Regions from separate parts of the Mus musculus genome. Here regions 1, 2, 3, 5 and 6 are each linked to region 4. The links are chromatin contacts, called in public Hi-C, HiCAR-type, HiChIP or PLAC-seq and promoter capture Hi-C maps. All regions are on one chromosome and are shown on one strand. Each heading gives the region's core, a stretch centred on a gene start, on an enhancer-like site or on the middle of the called end of the contact. The rest is flanking DNA. Distances are from core to core; before and after follow the strand shown. Region 1 holds the start of Med28 (mediator complex subunit 28). Region 2 holds the start of Ncapg (non-SMC condensin I complex, subunit G). Region 3 holds the start of Fam184b (family with sequence similarity 184, member B). Region 4 holds the start of Prom1 (prominin 1). Region 5 overlaps D5Ertd615e (DNA segment, Chr 5, ERATO Doi 615, expressed). Region 6 holds the start of Lcorl (ligand dependent nuclear receptor corepressor-like).

What was found. Promoter capture Hi-C pulls out the DNA fragments that hold promoters and counts their contacts. Hi-C and Micro-C count contacts between places; a contact is called where the count stands out from the background. HiCAR-type assays count read pairs that join an accessible place to other places. HiChIP or PLAC-seq counts read pairs in DNA pulled down with a chosen protein or histone mark.
Region 1: an H3K4me3 HiChIP or PLAC-seq map of embryonic forebrain shows a contact between it and region 4, with 4 times the contacts expected there. The contact joins the promoter of Med28 here to the promoter of Prom1 in region 4. A contact is called at or near these places in 2 of 39 promoter capture datasets (cranial neural crest and embryonic stem cells) and 3 of 115 datasets of contacts at active chromatin or transcription factors (astrocytes, embryonic forebrain and embryonic stem cells).
Region 2: a contact with region 4 is called in a HiCAR-type map of astrocytes, with 4 times the contacts expected there. The contact joins the promoter of Ncapg here to the promoter of Prom1 in region 4. A contact is called at or near these places in 2 of 39 promoter capture datasets (hippocampal neurons and liver) and 2 of 115 datasets of contacts at active chromatin or transcription factors (astrocytes and stem cell-derived neural progenitor cells).
Region 3: a promoter capture Hi-C map of embryonic stem cells shows a contact between it and region 4, with 3 times the contacts expected there. The contact joins the promoter of Fam184b here to the promoter of Prom1 in region 4. A contact is called at or near these places in 1 of 39 promoter capture datasets (embryonic stem cells), 1 of 115 datasets of contacts at active chromatin or transcription factors (embryonic forebrain) and 1 of 9 other capture datasets (liver).
Region 5: a Hi-C map of bone marrow-derived macrophages shows a contact between it and region 4, with 8 read pairs. The contact joins the enhancer-like site here to the promoter of Prom1 in region 4. A contact is called at or near these places in 3 of 39 promoter capture datasets (the C10 cell line, embryonic stem cells and liver), 1 of 484 Hi-C or Micro-C datasets (bone marrow-derived macrophages), 2 of 115 datasets of contacts at active chromatin or transcription factors (astrocytes and embryonic forebrain) and 1 of 9 other capture datasets (adipose tissue).
Region 6: a contact with region 4 is called in a HiCAR-type map of astrocytes, with 4 times the contacts expected there. The contact joins the promoter of Lcorl here to the promoter of Prom1 in region 4.

Annotation. Positions count from the first base shown.
Region 1 is chr5:45,518,911-45,522,168 of GRCm38.p6, reverse strand. Med28 (mediator complex subunit 28) reads right to left here and starts at 1,940. Exons shown (of 4, transcript NM_025895.4): 1 at 1,685-1,940. The coding sequence starts at 1,843.
Region 2 is chr5:45,668,658-45,671,655 of GRCm38.p6, reverse strand. It overlaps Ncapg (non-SMC condensin I complex, subunit G), which reads right to left and starts at 1,731. Exons shown (of 21, transcript NM_019438.1): 1 at 1,523-1,731; 2 at 433-636. The coding sequence starts at 1,633. 1600023N17Rik (RIKEN cDNA 1600023N17 gene) reads left to right here and starts at 1,948. Exons shown (of 1, transcript NR_073433.1): 1 at 1,948-2,955.
Region 3 is chr5:45,637,977-45,641,295 of GRCm38.p6, reverse strand. It overlaps Fam184b (family with sequence similarity 184, member B), which reads left to right and starts at 1,795. Exons shown (of 16, transcript NM_021416.3): 1 at 1,795-2,203. The coding sequence starts at 2,057. It overlaps 9630001P10Rik (RIKEN cDNA 9630001P10 gene), which reads right to left and starts at 2,021. Exons shown (of 4, transcript NR_102378.1): 1 at 1,760-2,021; 2 at 950-1,007.
Region 4 is chr5:44,100,130-44,103,216 of GRCm38.p6, reverse strand. Prom1 (prominin 1) reads left to right here and starts at 1,481. Exons shown (of 28, transcript NM_001163577.1): 1 at 1,481-1,569.
Region 5 is chr5:45,338,703-45,341,967 of GRCm38.p6, reverse strand. The region is part of intron 1 of D5Ertd615e (DNA segment, Chr 5, ERATO Doi 615, expressed); the gene reads left to right. Among named protein-coding and RNA genes, the nearest start is that of D5Ertd615e, 84 kb to the left of the region's middle. Within about 2 kb of position 1,302, at least 2 of the 459 cell types and tissues checked have an H3K27ac peak or open chromatin away from gene starts, as enhancers often do. A contact at or near this core is called in bone marrow-derived macrophages, where this site is marked.
Region 6 is chr5:45,855,562-45,858,990 of GRCm38.p6, reverse strand. Lcorl (ligand dependent nuclear receptor corepressor-like) reads left to right here and starts at 1,451. Exons shown (of 7, transcript NM_001163073.1): 1 at 1,451-1,644. The coding sequence starts at 1,494.

The DNA of each region.
Region 1 (3,258 bases), core at 691-3,190, 1.4 Mb before region 4:
CACGGCCACGCCACTCTGGCTGACCCTTACATGAACTGTATATATTACTATGTCAAGATGTCATCTGTCTACTCTTTCTTTCATGCTCTACAGTGGAGCTTGGCAAGCTTTTCAGAAAAGTAACTGATGTTACTATCCACTCTTCAGCCACTGTTATTTCTACCAACAGCTCTGCCTGTGTGATTCAGCACTATAGTCTAAGTACTTGGGATACCATTTGGCATTTCATAAGTAACAGGTGTCTGTATAATAAGTGGTGTCATGCGGATAACCAAATCCCAAAGAGGGAGTTTTGAAAGGGTGCCAACCGAGCTGTACATGTGAGTGCGCCACAGGGGCACAAGCAGCCCTCAGACAGACAAGCATGACAGCAGCTGACAGAGGAACACAGTCTGAGAACAGACCCCGACAGCCTTGAGCAAGCACCGAAAAAAAAACCACAAAGACACAGAACCAAATTTAGGTTCCGAACACAAGTCAAAACTACACCCAAAGTTCCTCTCAGAAGCAATGAATCCTCCTGGCTAGCTCCAGATCTGATGGATGGAAACAGTCAAAGGATTTCCCACTCCTGTAACAGCTCGACCAACCAGACTGCCTATTCTGTGTACGGTAAAAGTTAAGTCTTGTTGGACTTTTGGGGCGTGAGCATGATGTGCAGATTTCAGAAAACCTATGGCCCACAAAGCTTGGGGGCGGGGGGGGGGGGGGCTTCACCAACGGCAGTAGGCCATGCAGACTTAAAAAAAAAAAAAAAACCAAACCTAACTGCAAGCCAGGCAGTGGTGCTGCACTTGTTCAATCCCAGCACTAGGGAGGCAGAGACAGTTGTGTGTCCAAAGTCAGCCTGGTCTACAGCGCTTGTTCCAAAACAGCCAGGGCTACGCTGAGAACTTGTCTCAAAACAAAACAAAACAAAACAAAAAGACAAAAACTAACTTCAGAAACTTTAGTTCCTGCTGCACCTCCCAGCCCACCCCCCCCCCCCATCCTTTGAAAAACATTTAAAGCATGGACCTTTATGGACAGTCAGTCTTACGGAGGTTAAAAACAACGCGTGCCCTTCTATTAAAAGCCCAGTATTTTAGGACTGGTGCGATGGCTAATCCGGTAAAGATGTTTGCCACCACACCTGAGTTCCATCCCTGCATCCAAGAGTGGATGGACCCAAGCGTTCTACTAAGGTTTCCTCCCACAGTGAGAACTCAACTTATGCCAACAAAGAGCATTTACCAAATGAATAGAAAGCGAAAGCCAGAGAAGTCAAGGGATGGCACCCAAACAAGCTAACAGGTAGGCAGGTGCCAGGGGCCATTGGAAGGTCTACACAGAACACTAGAGAAAAACAGGAAAAGCGTCCAGTATGTGACCTGGAAACTCAGAGGACCTCAGCCGAGTGGGCCCGCTCCAGGGAAGACCAGATCCTACTAGACCCGCAGGGGATCCAACGAGCCCCGAGGTGGATGGGAGTTGGGCGAACTTCAAGGCCACGGTCTCCAGAAATGTCGCGGTTGCGGGGGCAGACCTGAGACGACCGGCCACAGGTAGTACCCAATCTACGGCAGGCGACTTCCATTCTCCGGTGCCCCGCCTCTACTAAACGCCGGGACCGAGAAAGGAGTTAACCTGCGCGCCTTCCGCACGCCTGTGAGGGCTGCACAGAGACGCCCACATCTCGGCTTACCTCGAAGGATGACTCCAACTCGTCCACCAAAGTGCTGTTAGATGGTCTCGGGGCCCCAGGGGCTGCTTGCAGAAGCGACGCCTGGCCTGGGAGCCCGGGCGGCGGCGGCGGGGGACCTGGAGGCTGCCCAGTGAACATCCCTCCCAGGGACGCCGCCATGTCTGCAACGGCGGGCGGAAACGACACCGGGCCTGTGTGCGCAGGCGCGGGCAGCCTGATCACGTGGCAGGCCTGGTCACATGACGGGCAGTTCGCCTATTCGCCCGGAGAAAGGATTTACCATCATCCTTGTTTCTGTGCGGTCTGCCCAATTTATAGCCGACCTGGGTTTACTCTTTTTTGACCTAAATACTAAATGCTGGGACTGGTTTAAACCAGTCACTTGCAGAGACCGAACAAGGGCGCTGGCCTCCCTGCCTCCAGCCAAGCCCTTGGGCTGTCCCTAAAGACCTTAGCCGAGTCTTTTCTGCGCTCCTTTAGAAAAATGAGTCATCAGTTCATTCTAGGGTGATTAAGGGCTTGAGATGTACCAAATGCCAATCTAGTCACTTGTTCTGGCTGGAACAACACAAGTTCCCTCTAAATTCTGGCGTGAGGTGACATCCTGAAGGATACCAGTGTTCCTGGCACTTTTCTAATCGTATATGATAACACCGGAGGGAAAGTGACTGCATCTGTTTTCATAACGGCTTTAATGTTTGCCTGTTCACTAATTCAGAAGCCAAATAGCCTTGTTGTCGTCGTTGTTGTTTAATTTTACAACACTTAAAAAAAAAAGAAAAATTATCAGCTGACCAAGTTTTCGCCGAAAGATTTCCTTGCCCTAGACAGAGGGTAGGGAATAAGTGACAGGAGACAGGATGAAGGAGAAGAGAAGGATGGGGAGTGGTATTTGTCACTGGAGGATAAAAGACTGCCTCTAGATAGAGAGGAGACAGATGCGGCACATAGTAAAATGGACATTTATAATGGTATAAAGGGAACCCCTGTGTTAGAATGATGTGTTCAATTTTAGTTGGACAAGTTAATTAGGTGAGCCAACGGGGACTTTTCATTGCTGGACTTCAATACGATGATATCTTCACCTTGGTAGTCAGCCTCAGGAAGTGGCCAAATAAGTGAACAAACCTCGGTGGCTAGCTTTAGGAACACAATCTAACAGTTCTTAGTAAAGCAGAGGAAATGGAGGAGCCGAACAAGGATTGCCAGAGCCATGCTCAAGTGGACTAGTGTCCCTTCAACTTAACTGAGTCCTTCTAGTTTCCAGATAGGCATGTTTAATAATCTAGACATAGTAGTAAATACCCCAAATAGGAAGAAAAACCTCATAAATACATACAGCATTATTTGTAGAGATAAGTACTGAGGGAAAATGCTTGGGAGTGGACAGCTAAGTGCTCTTTGATGTGGAGGGCCTCTCTAAAGAGATCTCATTTGGAATGAAAATTTAAATGGAAGACCTTTCTAGAAAAAAAAACCTAAAGAAATACTTTGCGGGGTTAGTCAGGTTTTAGTTATCTATATGCCCAACATCCAGAACTCTGTCTAGCAAATATAGAGAAACACTTGTTGAC
Region 2 (2,998 bases), core at 482-2,981, 1.6 Mb before region 4:
AAAGTAAAAAGATAGGAAGATCAGTATACCAACATGTGTAAAGTTAGGTTTAATCCCTAGTACTATGGAAAAAAATAAAAATAAGACAATAGCAACTCCTTACTTGCAGAGACGTTATATTGTATGTGCATACGAGGCAGATGTTATACTCTCAAATAGGCTGAAAAACTATTTGCTGTCACAAAATAAGCCTATCCCTCTCTATAGAATTTCTTTAACTTAATCGCAGAGAGAGGACATTTACACCAAAAGTGAGAATTTAAAGTTAAATTTTTAATGCTGGAGTTATCCTTTTATCTTAATGACAGTTGAGGTTTCCAGAAAAGACTTATCTTATTCACATACATTTTCTCTATCACTGATATTTTACTGTGGAAAATAACAAACATAGCTAAATATATTACTTCCCCAAAGTAGTAGCTTTTACAGTACCTGTAAGAGAAAAGTAAACAAATAATTTAAAATGCCACCATCGTTCTCTTCCTCCTCTTCTTCCTCATCAGACTGGTGAAATGAAGTAACAAACTTGGCTGTGAAGTCCATGACCCTCTCCACGGCAGGTTCACGCTTATATACCACCATAGCATACTTAAGGTAATGAATAAACTCCTCCTGAAAAGCTGTTTTATCATCCATCTGAAAGAGAGAAGAAACGCCTCCAGAAGCTGCATTAATAAAAATTCTTTATTCCCAACACTGCCATAATACTGCTGAAAGTGTTACCCTTAGGTTAAACTCTAAGGTTTCTTAATAAACTATCAATTATCCAAATCAAGGAAGGGAAAATATATCCGCACAAACTTCTCTTCAGTATATAATTTGTACCTCTGAGAAAACACAAAGCATAAATCTGAACAGTGCAAAATTATCTCATTTTTCTCTCAACGCCTTTGGATTATCGGTATTTTTCTTACCGGATTAATGCAAAACAAGCTTCGCCATAAATGACTCAAAATCAACAGCTTTGTGTTTATTTTACTTAGGCCTTCCTAGCATCCGTCAATTTCCTTCTGTCATAACTTACACATTTTGCTCCCTACCCTTGATCACTTTTATATGTCCTTAACTTTCCGTGAACTCCAAAACAATGTATCTTCCTCACATTCGCTGTCCAGTAATTCCCCGCCGCTACACTCGACACACAATTGCCATGTACGGGAAAGACTGGGTGCTTATGGTTTCCCTAGCTGGTGAAATGAAGGTGGTTTTAAAGCTTAGGAGTTGGTTGAAACAACTTCATCGATTGCCTGAGATGAACCAGAGACCTCCAAGGAAATAAAGGCGTCTGAGATTCCCTGCGCAGATCAACAAGTCACTGAGGAACTGAGGATAACGGATAACTCCCCGCATCCCCTGGCGGGATGAGGATGGAGAAGACGGGTGACTGCGTGTGGCCGACGCCGGGCGTTCTGCTCACTGGCTGTGGCCGGGAGACCTCGGGCGAGCCTCGGATCCCATCCCTCCGTCGCGGGGCGCGCAAGGGCAGAAGGCGAAGCCCGGAAGCCGAAGCCAGGCCGCTTACCGCGCCGTACGTGCGGCTCAGCGCCACCACCAGCTTCGCCTGGTTCTGGTGCGGCTGCTGCGCCAGCTGAAACGCCTCCTTCACAGAAAGCCGCTTCTTCTGCGCTGCCATGGCGCCGGGACGGGAACTGCCCGAGAGAGACTGTGGTTCGCGATCCGAGGAGGACTCAGTTTCCCGCGGCTTCCGACACCCTAGCCCTGCAAGGCTCCGAGTGACGGGTTAGCGCCAGAGTTTTCAAACAACTATCGCGGGAGGATGAGATCTCGCGAGACTTCCGCCGGAGGGAGGGTCGGAGAGCGGAGACCTGAGGGTCCCGGAGCTGACTCCACCCTCCGCTCCGCCCCGCTGCTGGGACGCCTGGGGTGTGGCCTGCCGCTCTCCCAATAGGAAAAGGTGTTTGTATGGGAGGCATGGGCGGGGCCGGAAGTAGTGCTGTGGAGGAGCGCGCCTGAAGTGGGCGTTCAGCTTTCTGAATTAAACTGGTGGCCTTCGGTGCCTTGCGGGATCTTGTGGTTGGGAGTGAAGGGAGAAAGCGGAGGACTGCCGCAGCGACTGGCTGAGAACGGGTAAATCCCGAGCGAAGGAGTCGTTTGGGAGATGTCGTACGGAGCCCGCCCGGGGCTTGGGGATGTCAAACTTTCCGAGGGCGTCCTGGACGAGGGCCTCCGCAGTCCTTCGGACCCCGTGGGTCCGGGCGGGAACTGCCCGTCCGCGATGAGACAGTCTGGGGGACTGGGAAGAGAAAGGCAGGGTCAGTTTAGGCTGCAGCCGCTTGGAGATGCTCCAGCGTGACGGATGTGCTTGACAAATCTGCCTAACAACTCTGCTAAGCAGAGGAGAACGCAGACAGTATAAAAGGAATTTGGGGGTCTTGACTAAGATCGCGTGCTGGATATATAAAATTATTTCTAAATGCCTCACCTGGGACATAGGACATACCACTCCAAAACCGGGAAACTTACTTGGTGTGTTGCTTGATGACTTGGGAAACATAAATGCAGCCACCTATTCCGTCTGTACTGGAAATCTACATTGGTGACACGTATCAGGAAGAGGGCTGCCTCCAGACTATGTTGTTCTGTAGGTACTCTGGGAATCCCTAGAGGACCTGGGGAGATAATGATTCATGGGTAAAGTGCTTGCTGAACACACATGAGGATCTGAAGTCACATGTGATATTTCACATACAAACACCAGATGTTAACATTTGTATGTAGTCCTAGCACTTGAGGGTGCTGAGAGCCAGACAGTGGATCTTAGGCTCATTGATCTGCCAAAGTAGCAAGCTTCAGGGTGGCTGAGAGCCTTTCTCAAACAGTAAGGTCTAAAGTAATCAGTGAAAACACTCAATGTCTGTCTCTGACCTAAACATGCATGTACCACACATACAAGATAAATAAAACTTTAAATAAATGATAATAAGATGAGAACCAATATGTGTGTGTGTGTCATTTGTTTTTTATGTAAACAGACAAA
Region 3 (3,319 bases), core at 546-3,045, 1.5 Mb before region 4:
ACAAAATGGCATACTCTGTGCTGTTATATTAATATACTTAATGACATCTCAGTGCAAATGTTGCCATTTTGTGACAAGGTGATCTGTTTTTGTTGTTCCTTCGGGAGAGAAGATTGAGAAACTCCGCTCCTGTCTCAGAGGGCTTGGATTTCAGGAGTTCACCACCATACCTAGTCCCAACACACATTTTAAAAAATTGTCTAATTTCTTGATATTAATGCAAGGAAGAAATGAAAGGGATGAAATGAAATTAAATAGTATGCCTTTTAGTATATAAATTGAGTAACTTGATGATGATGTAGTATTCGGGTGCTTGCACGTTAGGAGACTTGCCACCAATGTGGCAAGTGTGTGTTCACTCTCAAATACCAAGAGTCACAGGGCCACTGATGTGATAATCCAAATTAGTGAATATTTTTTTGGTTCAGTATTCTCATTCCATGAAGGCTAATTTTCTTCTCATTTGCACAGTGGTTGAATTTCTGTAAAAATGATATTATTTATATACTAAAAATAGCATTCTATAAAATTTGGAAATAAATAGGAAGCCTGTATTTAATACATGGACTCCTGTGACCCTGATCACCAAAGATTTTTGTCCCACGGAGTTGTGGGATAAGCCTAAGGTTCTCTTGGTTGCTCCTCTGGGTGCTCTGTAATGCCTGGGAGGTAGACAGGGGTTCACAGTTGTGGTATCACTGTCCCCATTTCACACCCAACTGCCGTTTGTAATCACCTGATCAAATAGTTAATTTTTCCCACCTATAAAATGAGTATTGTTATTGGAGGGCGAGAAGTTTATAAAATAAAATATATTAGCCAGGCAAAATCATAATAATGACACTATTGCCACTTCAGAAAAATCTGACCAGGATTCTGTCTTGTTTCTCAAAGTCCATTGTTCAAAACCAAAAAAAAAAGCCAGAAACGATTTTGGTTCTCTACCTACCTGCTTTCCCAGTCTAAGGGGCAACAACTTCAAAACGCAACAAGGTTCAGCCTCGGGTCTGTCTGAGGTAATGGCACAGGTTAGATGAGCTCCTTTGCTTTAACTGGGTAGGCTTGACTTTCCAGACCCATCTGGTGCCCCTTGTAACTTCCTTTCCCACTACCACCCTTTCTAGCTCTTGCAGGACTTTTTTTCCTTGTCGCTACCTCTTTCCCTACTCTGAGACCGAAATCTGGCGATGCCCCGCCCCCAACCCACCCCCAAGTTTCGGTCACTAGTGACCTTTGAGTGGACGATGTGGGGAGATCTCTAGCATCACTGAGCAGGTCCTATCCAAGGTCAGGAAGGGGGGCTTCCAATTCAGTCCCACCGTGTAGTTCTGAGGTTCCAGCTCTATTCCCACTTTGAGCTCCAGATCTCAACCTCCTAGAATCGGAGTGGTTAGCTCCCTCATCCCCACTTCTGCCCTTCAGCATCCCGCCTCCTCTCTTCACCCTCGCTCTAAGCATCAGGGCTGCAGGAATAAGACCCGCTCTCTCATCTGTCCCATCTACTACTACAGGATTTTCTAATATTTTCATTCTGATTTGCCGATCTGCTAGGGACTAAAGCCAGCATTTCTTCCTCTTGGCCTGAGCTATCCACCTCGGGCTGGATCGCTCACAGTGGAGTTGGAAGCTCCAAGCCACCCAGTTGGCCAAGGAGAGGGAAGGGAAAAAAAAAAAAAAAAAACCCTGCCCAGGGCACCGCCCCCACCTCCTGTCCCCCAACACCCCTCAGAAGCTGTCCTCTTGCAGGTATAGCCCGCACCCTCTCGGAAGCATCCGCAGATGGTAAACCTCACGTGCAAGGCGCCAGCGCTACGCTGCATGGTGCGGGTGCCCGTGAGCCAGCTAGCTCGCGAACGAGCACGAGCAGAGGAAGGTGGTGCGCGAGTGGGCCCGGGAAGGAGACACCTCCGGAAAGAGAGCCACGCGGCTGTGCTGGCAGGACTGCAGTGCCACCTCTCTGGAGAAAGCTCTCACGCCCGTGCTCGAACGCACGTGCACACGGCCAGCGGTGAGAGCGCGCGAGTCAGAGCATTTCAGTGCAGGGCTCCTTAAAGCGATGGCATCTGCCCTCAACAGCAAAATTCACCCGCCAGGAACCTGCGCGAGCTCCAAAGCCGACGCCCGCGGTGGCTCGGGCTGGAGAATGGACTGTGATCCGGAGATGCACGTGAAAATGTGCAAGAAGATCGCTCAGCTCACTAAGGTAAGGCGGGGTGCTGCGGGCAGACCAGCTGTGTGCCACAGGCACCCAGAGTAGGGGTGGGAGTGTAGAAGCACCCCAGGGGAGGACCGCACTGAATCCCCACAAACTTTGTCACAGAGACCAAAGGAAGCTGTTCTGTATCTGAGTGAAGTGACCTTCTGGAGACTGCATTTGGAAGCAGCAGACAGGATTCTTTGCCAAGGAAACTCCCGCAGCCTGCTTGCTTAGCAGGTGGGCTGTGCTTTCCCAAGGCTAGAGGGTGTGTGTGTGTGTGTGTGTGTGTGTGTGTGTGTGAGAGAGAGAGAGAGAGAGAGAGAGAGAGAGAGAGAGAGAGAGAGAGAGAGAGAGAGAGAGATCATGTTCCCTTGCCAGCCCTGTTCAAACCTTCAAACCATCATGCCTGGAATGTTGTGATTTTATTCTCTATATCTGGGGAGATCATGTGAGACCTATTTAAACACGATTCATTAATTCCTTCATTCAACAAATATTTGAATCATTTGTTGAGTGCTAGCAGTCTTTCGTGGCATCGTACTAAACCTGGAAGGAAGCCCAGGGGACTTACTGTCAAACTGACTACAGGCATGTGTTGGATCATAAATGGGAAAGGGTAGGATGCTGTGTATGCTTGTGGTAATGGAAAAGACCTTGGGAGGTCAGCCAGCCCATATCCCTACTTCATCTCAGGATCTTGGTTGAATATATCCAGTATGTATACTTGAGATGTTGCCAATGCAGGTTGTTAATCCCTGGCAATTTCCCGGTTAGGAACAACTCCGCACAGATTCCCTCCACATATCTGTAGAGATGTCTTTCCTGCAGGGTTTGAGTAGTTTAAATTGTTTACTTGGTATTTTCCATTTGGTCTCAAACTCCTAGCACAATGCCTACTAGTAAAGACTAGCTCCAGCGTTTGTCCCAGAGTATAATGAATGACATATTCTGATTTCTTTCCTAAACATCTTCCTCTTACTTTCCATACCTGCTTTTCTGAAGGATGGATGAGCATCCTTACCACACTGGAATCCAACATAGGGTGAAACAGAACAGCACTCGCTTTCTTCTCCTGACCTCCCATTGGCCTCTTCATATTCTTTGCACAAGAGCCTGTCTCCA
Region 4 (3,087 bases), core at 232-2,731:
GCCTTATCACACCGCTGCCCGAACTTTGTGGATGTACAAGGAACGAGAAGGAGTACGGGTAGCCAGCCCTGTGCTGGTTTGCAGACACAGAAGCTGGATTCAGAGTGATAAGGCCATGAGTGCCCATGCTGGTAAAATAGGCAGCTCGGGGACAGCTAGGAGCTCCCAGGAGAGAGAACTCAAGTCTCAAGCTAACACCATCCTCAGTAGCCTGTCTGCCTCTGAGCAGGAAAGCTGTGGAGCCCAGGAGACTGTAAAGGGGAGAACTGGCCATCTTAGACTTCTCTAGTACTCCAACACTGCTTGCTTCAGTTTTCCGTGGTTTCTCAGTGGTCTTTCTGAATGAACTCTTTCTACACCTTCGCCGTGTAGAGGTCAATTTCAATTTCACCTTCCCCTGCCCATCCTCAGTGTATGCTATATTTTGTGGTGAGAAAATTACTAAATTAAAGTTCATTTGTCAGGGCTGGGGAGATTGGTGAGTGGTATAAAGCATCGGTTGTTTTGGCAGAGGCACTCCCTCTTTGCAGAGTTTAATTCCCTGCACCCAGCCCGTATGGCAGCTCACAACCCTTTGTAACTCCAGTGACAGGGAAGCCAACACCTTCTTTTGACCAACTCCACGGTAAAGTGCTACACATACATTCATGCAGGCAAAACATTCATACACGTAAACTATTTTTAAAAGGCCATGTGTCCACATACCTATTCTTCCAACATCTGTGCAGCCATTCTTTCATCTCTCCGTCCATCTACCTAACAACCCGCACACAATTAATACGCATCCTTTGATGGTAAAAATGTCCCAGAGGCGCTATTCTTCCTTGGTCTATTCTCTACCCACTTTTGGTTGAATCCAGGAATGTAATTGATCAAAAGGACCAGCGTTGTGTTTGTCCCTGATAGCACAGGGATACACTACAGCCAATTTTTCTCCCCCTTAGATGATTTTTGTTTGTTTGTTTGTTTTTTAGTTGTTTTAAATAAAATGCACTGAGTACCGGTATCGTGTCTAAAGAGCCAGGAAAGTGTGGAGGTTAGAGATTTTAGGAGCTAGCGGCCTTCCAAGCAGCGATTTAGGATTAGGTGATAGAGAAGGGTGTTCTGGGACTGAGCAGGGATTTCAGCAGGAAATAAATGCTCTGTCCCGTGGGTGTCCCCAGGGCATTGTAGCCTCTCAGAAGGTCCAATCAGTGCGCTCAGACTCAGAGCCCTAGGCTCCTGCTCTTTAAATTACCGAGCCTTGTGGAGACCCCGGCACCTGGCCTTAAGCTCAGCCCTGAGTAAGTACGTTTCTGAAGGAGTCGGTGTTCCTTTAGTTCCATCCCCAAACCTCTGCCAGAGACCCTAGAGGACGCAACAGGTTCCCAGAGTCCTGGAGTCCCGTGGTCCTGACTCAGGCACCCTTAGCCAACCCGGGGCGGAGCAGTGGGACGGGCTCTCACCCAATCACTCTTGTGGTGCCCTGGGGCTGGACCTTAAATAATTCATGAATTAAGTGGAAGGAGCCCAGCTTAGAGGCGAGGGGCTGGAGGGTTCCGAGACCCGGAGGAGAGCTGGACCGGAGAGGTGAGTTGCTCCGAGTGCCGACCCAGCGCGGGGCGCTGAGCTCCCCCTCTTCTAGAACACCCAGGGCAGGGATGAGGAGTGGAGAAGCTCGAGCAACGTCTTCCTCTGCCTCCACAGCAGGTGGCGGGAACCTAGTTTGTCTTCCCGAAGCTGGAGGGGCTGCAGGGTGGTGTGGGTCTCGGCCAGTGGGCGAGCCCAGGGTCTGGAGGACTGGTTATAGAGCGTGCAAACTTTTTCCCGCGGCGGTGGCCGGCTCCTCTCCGCGGCACATTGCTCCGCTCCGGTACTCCTTCCATCCTGTGGAGGGGTGGAGGTCGCTGGGTTCCGGAGACAAGAGCAGGAGGCGGTGAGACTTTCAGGCCACCGGCCCGCTTTCGGGAAGGGCGGCGAGAGGAGGTTCGGTCTGGGTCTTGAGAACTCTTTTGCGGTAAGGAAAACTCCAGGAAAGGCCAAGGTGGGGGGTAGGCTGGGGGAGGGGGACAGGACGTGGGACTCCCGGCCACCAGCCACCATCTGCTACCTATGTGCAGCTCACAGTGCTACTGGCCGCAGCGGGAGGGCGATGCCGGTGCAAGGGCAAACCGCCTCCCTGCGGCCGTTGCCAAGCGCACGCACCCGGGCTGGAAGTCCTGGCTCCAGTCAGCCCTTAGGGTCACACAGCACCGAGAATTTCAGCTTTCCTAGAGATGGAGAGCAGGAGCGCTCAGGGCATACCTTGACAGAATGCGGGGACCAGGGACAACAAAGAGGAATGTGGACTGAGCAGAGCTTCGTGGCTGCTGGAGGATCGGGGCTCGAGCTAAGTTCCCGAGAATGGGTCGGAGAGGTTCCAATCCTCAACCCGGCGTTCAAACAGGACTGGGTGGGGAAATGCCTTGGTGGCGCTCCGGACTACAGGACTCAGGGGCGATCCCCTCCCCCAGGCGACGGCGGATTCCTGGAGGCTCCCAGCTTCGCGCGCCGCCTCGCAGTCGGTTCTTTTGTGTTCCGCAGCCCGGGAAAGGCCCCTGAGAAGGGGGGAAGGTGGGCAGGAGGGCGCCGGGTCTGGCGGCAGCTTGTAGGGAAAGGCAGCGGAGCAAAGGTACCGGCGCTTCCTGCAGCTACTGCTTCCTCCGGGAGCTCGCTCTGTTGCTCTCTTGTTCAGTTGTGGACTTTTCTCATGCCCAGGCGGAGAATGGTTTGCTCGGCTTCTTGTGGGCGGTTGCTGGCCTTTGTTAAGCAAGCGAACGGTTAAAGTCCTTTGTGGACCCCTCCACCCTAACTCACTAGAGACCCAAACAACTTGAACAATGAATTTGCTTTGAGCCATGTGAGAACTTTTTTGATTGACCAATTGAATATTGGCAAATTCATACAGTCCGGCTTGGCGGACTACTTATTTTTCTTATTCATTTGTGAATTTACCTCTTTGAAGCACTACGGAGCTGGCGTCTGTCTGCATGGAGCCTAAGAGGTTCACGGTGGCTCGTCTGGAGCATCAGAACTTTATGAACAGCACACACTGTGCTGAGTTCTTTA
Region 5 (3,265 bases), core at 53-2,552, 1.2 Mb before region 4:
CAGATTAGCTAATATCCTGTTTTACATTCACACTTCTTTTTACATTCCATTAATTATTTTATATATTAGTACCTTTATGTTTATTTGCCTTTAATTACTTCAATTAGATCATAGGTAACTTAAACTAATAGTCACGTTAAAGATCTTTGAATGTCATTGAGGCTACATCTCAAAGATTGTGTTATATAATGCCACTATCAGTGTTACTTTTGAAAAATCTGTACTTTTAATCTTAATTTTTGCTTTTACTTAGAAGTAACCGAAAGATCTCTTGAGAATTTTTGAGTTGTTATTTTATGGGCTGGCACACTATCTTTTGCTATAAATTTCGAGAGTCATTGGATTGTGTGATAATTTCTATTTTGGGGGCTGAGATATTTGAGTCTGACCCATATTTTAAATCTCTTGTGAATGTTTAAAAATGTCTAATCTCTGTTTATATAAGCTCTTGTTGTAAGTACTTAGTTAAGCTTACCAAGGCTAAAATCCAAGTTCCTACTTTCATAGAAAATGACAATCATTTTTGACGGAATGTCTTTCACATTAACAATTCTGCTATGCCAAAGAATGATTCCCATCTGTGCCTGCTGTCTACTAAACTTTATAGCTTTATGCATTTTGAAACTATTTCATGTGACTATAGGTGCTTTGTGGATTTTACTTTACGGCCTGGTAACAGGCCTGTGACACCTTATTTTTAGCTTCTTAGTTTCACTTTAATATGGTTCTTATAACCAGGGCATAGGTATTCTAATTTATCTTAGTTAGCATATCATCACCAGTTTGTATGCTTCTGTGTGATGGCTATAAGGCAGGTGTTTTTGTTATGATTAGTGAAACATTTGGATCTATTATTGCTGCTATGTTTCTTGGTTTCTGGTTATTTCTGCTCTTTGTTGAATTTGTAATGATTTTGTTTTATCCATCTCTCCTCAATTACTGAAATACACACATACCACAGATACTACTGCTACTGTTCTAAGCATTTTCTCTTAATTATTGATATGCATTTAAATATTTTAAAAAATCAACACCTAGAGTTATTCTCTGTGTGTTTGATCTAGTATCTTGCTTGATTAAGCCTCTTCCTGTGGGGCTGTGGTTCCATGTGCCTTCATATGGAGCAATGATATTTCTGAAAAAAAAAAAAAAAAACAAACAAACCATCGGCTGAGCTATGATCATCAAAGTTTGATTTATTGAGGATACTAATAAAGCCCAAATCCTCAGCCAGCAAGATGTCTCAGTGGGTATACGTGCTTGCCAAATAAGACTGATGACTTGATTTTGAGTCCCAGAACCCACAGGACGGAAATGGGAACTGACTCATGCAAGTGGTCTTCTGACCTCCACACACATGGTGTAGTGTGTGACTGTGCACACACATGTGCTTCCTGCCCCCCATAAGTCAAATAAAACCCAACCCAATCCTACTTGTCACCTGCCATTGCCAACATACACAGCTGGTAAAGGATTTTAATGTCAACAGATTATGGAGGACATGTTTTGATAATCCAGGATGTTTGAAAGCATGCCCAAGCTTTGTGAACATCAGTGTCTTTGTTTTCCCCATTTTTTACTAGCAATACAGAGAACTTCATCATGGCCAGAGACTGAAAAGGAACACTAGTATTTGGCAATCATTGGCTTATAGTCGGCCTTCTCTTCCTATGCTTCTTAACTATTTCAAATTTCCTTTATCCTTTCATTTTCTCTCTCCTTTACCTCTTTCTTGCTTGTGCGTATTTGCAACTACTACTGTCAGTTACTGAAATGCCTTCCAAGCTCTCTTCTACAGAGAAAACTATTTATGCAAGGGATAGATTTTTGAAGAATTTACATAATTCAAAACCTAGATAATTAAGATTAATTTCCTCACAGATCTGACAGTAGTATTTCTGATAGTGGGTATTTCTGTTTACCGGCTCAAGCAAGAGTGTGTAAACACAGCCTATAACCCACTTTGCATAACAGCATCAAGACTAAACAATTCCTGATGAATCAAACAACCTTTTTGAAACTGCATAATTTTGAATTTTGTGCATAACTTGGAGGCTTTATTAATATTTTTGTACCATATACTTTCAAATTAACTCAATGTTTCATAATATGCAATTGCCCTTCATTATCCTACCACCTCTGATTTCTCATTAGTGCTTGATTATATTTGTGATAATAATTGCAATCATTGCAGCAGGAGCCTTCACTCTTTCTCTCTCTAAGATAGGAACTGCAGCTCTGATTGGGTAGAGCCCTCTGCGGGCAAAGTGAATGCTTAACTAGGAAGAGCGTAGTGCTATGGAGGGAGCATCCCCAGGGCAGCCCTGGTTGGTTTCCTTGGCATCCACATTCAACATTCTTTGGATCAGGACACTTGAGCAACAGGATTCTTTACTGGGATTTCTCTCTGTACAGCCAGTTCCATGGTGGCAAGCTTTTCTTCCCCATCCTTTGATTCTGCCTTGACGAGAGTATGTGGGAAAGACTTTACCTCATAGCTAGGATACAAAAGAGGAAGAGGGAGAGGAAGAGGGAGAGGAAGAGGAAGAGGAAGAGGAAGAGGAAGAGGAAGAGGAAGAGGAGGAGGTTGCACAGTTCCCTTCAAGCATAAGCTAAGATGATCTAAAGATCTCTCACTAGGCCCTGATTGATAGTGTGTGTGTGTGTGTGTGTGTGTGTGTGTGTGTGTGTATGCATGTATATGGTATTTTTGAATGCGTATGGGCACACATGTATGCATTTGCATGTGCATGTGGAGGCTGGCCTGAGGTCAAAGTCAGTAATCAACCTCAATTACTCTACCCCCTTAGTCATTGAGGTAGGTCTCTCAATCAAATCCAGGACTCTGACATAGCCATCTTGCTAGCTAGTTTGCTTTGAATATGGAATTATGGGCCAGGGATCATGGGGGAGGGGTTGGGAGGAAAGGCCATGCCCACTCAACGCTTACAAGAGTTTCTTGGAATTCCAACTCTACTCTTCAAAGCTCTCACAGCTGAATCATCTCCCCATCCTTCCCATCCCCCAAGACCTCCATGCTCTAAGAGTTCAAGTCTCAATGGCCACATTCTGGGGACCTTGCAGGGACATTCAGGAATTAAATAGCAATGCTGTCTATAAGGTACCAGATGGGACAACACTGAATGGATGGACATTATAGTCCAGCTTCTAGAAAATTATTATTTTTAAGTTTTAGTGGCCTTTTCCCAGGCAGAAGCACATTTTTTTCTTTCTTTTTTTTTTTTTTTTTTTGCACATTTTTTTT
Region 6 (3,429 bases), core at 202-2,701, 1.8 Mb before region 4:
TCTCTTTTGATGGTGCCTGATGAGCTTTCAGATGGAAACAACTATTCCATCTTCCCACTCTAAACTATGGAGATAAGCCACTCCTATTTTAAATTTCAGTTTCTGAACCGCCATCTAGACTATCTCTACTCTACACATCACCTTATTCTAGCCTCCCAAATGATAAGATTGCAAACATATATTCATAAACACATGGCTTCAAACTTCACATTCGAAAATTTCTGATGAAGATGTAATGCTACATTTTTACTTCTGATGCAACAAACGCTGAGCAATAAACTACTCTAAGAAGAAAAAAGAATGATAGATAAGACTATACCACAAGATAGGGCAATACAGAATTGAGAATTTGAGTTCCTAAGAATTAAAATATTTTTTTCCGCAAAGGTGAGTATAAATGCCCAGTAATGTACAGCACTTCTCTGTAAACTCTGGATGGCTTACAAGCTCTTGGTCCCCTGTGACAATACTGACATAAGTGTAGAAATGGCTCTGGTGCAAAAGTTTTTTTTTTTTTTTTAAGTAATTTTAAGTATATACTTAATCAAAAGATTCTCCTCTCCCCAAGGAAGTTTTCTCTAGCACAGAGCAGGATCCATCTATAACAATTACAAAGTGTTAAATCCCATGCAAGGTTAGTTCCCCCGATTTTTGTAACTAATCTCGCTTTTCAAGATCTCTTCGCTTCACAAAACTGATGTCCTCGCACATCTTTTCTGGATGCAGTAGGATGATTGGCAAGCGCTTTCGCTGAAAGTGAAGATAGATGACATTGACCCTGAAAAGTTTCCAGCACTTAAGGAGCTGCCTAGCCCAGCACCGCCAACTCTTGAGGCTTCCACCGTACTCCCCTCTTGGAACTCGAGGAAGCAAGCATTTGGGCGGAGGGAGTTAGAGGCTAAACCCACTGGGGGCAAAACATTAGAAGTCTGGGGCCGAGCTGCTATCTGGAAAAGTGCGAACTGGCTAGGCTAGGAGAGCGCTCAACGCGAGAGGACTACAAAGCCCAGAGGGCACAGCGTCGCTCTCTTGCGCTCCTCTACGGGACCTGCACGCAATGGAGGCTGGGAAATGAAGTCTTCGGACTTCCAGCGCTCCGCGCGAGGGCAGAAGGGAGGCGTTGCTGGTCCGCTCCTTCAGCACGCGGGTTCCTGGCTGGCCTCCGGGTTTCTCGCTCCCGCTCAGGGTTTTCGTGGACGGCGGGAGCAGTATGGCTTGCCTGAGTAAACTCTGGGGGGAGGAGGGGAAGGGAGTGGGTAAGGAGGCGGGGTCAGCGGAAGCGGCAGGTTGCTTCCTTCTCTCCGCGCTCCCTCCCCGCCTCTCCCCGAGGGAGCGGTGGGAGGGGGAGGGGAGGGCAGGAGGAAGGTAGTGACACGTGTCAATCAACCCCCCTCCGGGGGGCGCGCGCTCCGGGGCTCGCGCCGAGGGCTCGCGCCCCTGCCTCGTGCCTGCGCCGCTCGTATGTAAATGAGGGCGCGTGACGCGGGACGCAGATGGACAAGGGAAGAGAGAGAATGGCCGCTGCCGCCGCTGCTGCCGCCGCCGCCGCTGCCGCTCAGTGCCGGAGCCCTCGGTGCGCGGCGGAGAGGAGAGGATTCCGGCGGGAACTCGACTCTTGGCGCCACCGCCTCATGCACTGTGTAGGTAAGAGAGACACGGGCCGGGCCGGGCTCGGCGCCACGGTGCGGCTGCCGGAGGAGTTTGTGGCTGAGGGGTGTAGTTGGAGCTCCGGTTCGGGTCAGTTCAATGGGGAGCGATGGGAGCGGCGGCGGCGGCGGCGCGGCGGCCCCGGCGGCGCCTTTTGTCTCGGGGCTCCCTGCCCGGCGCGGTCCGCGCCCCGCCGCCCGCCTGCCCGGCTCCGAGCTCCCGGGGAACTGTTAGTTCGGACCCACTCTCCGAGCACCCCGCGGAAGCAGCCCGCCCGCTCGTGCTGCCCCGAAACTCCTCGGCGCCCGTCGCCACCCGCCGGTGCCCCTGTCACCGCGGCTCTCCACCGGGGCGGAGGGGACCCTGGAGCGGCGAGCCGGTCCGCGCCCCCGGCCGGGCGCTCACACACCCCCTTCTTGCGGCCCTGGGGCTGGCGGCGAAGACGCTGCCTAGTTCCTGGGACGCGGGACCAGGGGTTGCGGGGCGCTCGCGGGGCGGGGGGCGGGGGGCGGGAGAGGGTCGAGGGGCGATGGGGGCGGCGCCTGAGGGGCGGGGGGCGGCCGCCTCTGCCCTCTTGCGAGTGGCCTCGGATCTGTGTGTACCCCTTTAAGAAGGAGCCGCTCGAGCTGACGGTTGGGATTTGAAGTTCTTCCTCCCTCTTTGGAAGTCTGGACGGATGGGGGGTGTTGCTATGGCGACGGCACCCTCCCCACGCCCCCCCCCCCTTTCCTTGAGGACGCCCCGACGACTCCGGTCCTCTTTTCGCTGTCATGTGATGGACTCGCGTAGCCCTCCCCGCCTCCCATTCCTGTTCAAATGCAGTTCAGTTTTCCGTTTCGGTGGGGTCTGATCGGTTTTGCTTCAAACTTGCGCGCTCCCGGCTGTCATTCAGTGGGCTGCTCCGGGTAGCGGGAAGTACTGGGACTCCCTTACCTTGTTGCGGTCGCTGCTTTTCCTCACTCAGAGTGCGACGTGTGCCCACAGCTGTTACCCAGCAGGTTGGTTCAGTGCAACAGAGGGGCTGCGAGCGGAGGGTGTGCTTCGGCAGGGGTTACGGGGTAGCTTTTGAGGGGAGGAGGTGGGAGTGGAGGCTGGTCGGTGTTAGGAGTGGGTGGTTGCGTCGGTTTTCTTTTCTGACGAGTAGGTGTCAGCCTTTGGAGTTGAGTGTAGTAAGCTCAGTTCCTTGGGAAGACAACTCTCTCCTAACCGTGTTTTCATCTGTTCTTGCGCCACCTCGCGCCCTGTCCCCCTTCCCCATCCCTCGCAGATTTGCTTGGGTAGAGCCCTAAGGTCTGTCTTGTTTTCACTAATCATAGTAGATGAAACCAGATGCAACTCCAGTTCAGTAATGTGCCATACAGAATTATATATATATATATAAGCAGAAGGGAGGGCACTCTGATTTAGGAGCATTTCGGCGATGTTTAAGCAGTTTGCTCTTAAGAGCAGTGTGTCACCTCTCTAAAATGTATTTTGGTTTTATCTGTGGCAAAGTTATATGGAAGCGGGGGTGTGGTGTGGGAAAAAAAAAACAACCCATACTAAATGTGTGTCCGTACTTGTATTTCATGAATGCAAAGTGGATTCGTTTTGACAGTTACTTCTGTTTAGATCTGTTCCGTTAAAAACCCGCCTAGAAATAGTCGCGTTCCTTCTTGTGGTGTCCCAACAAATAGCACTGACAGCATTGTAGTACCGGCTCACAGCACTGTTAGGCATCCAGTGATTTGAAGATGAGCATGCTTAAGTTGTGCTTTACAGTATTTGACTATTTGTTTTTCT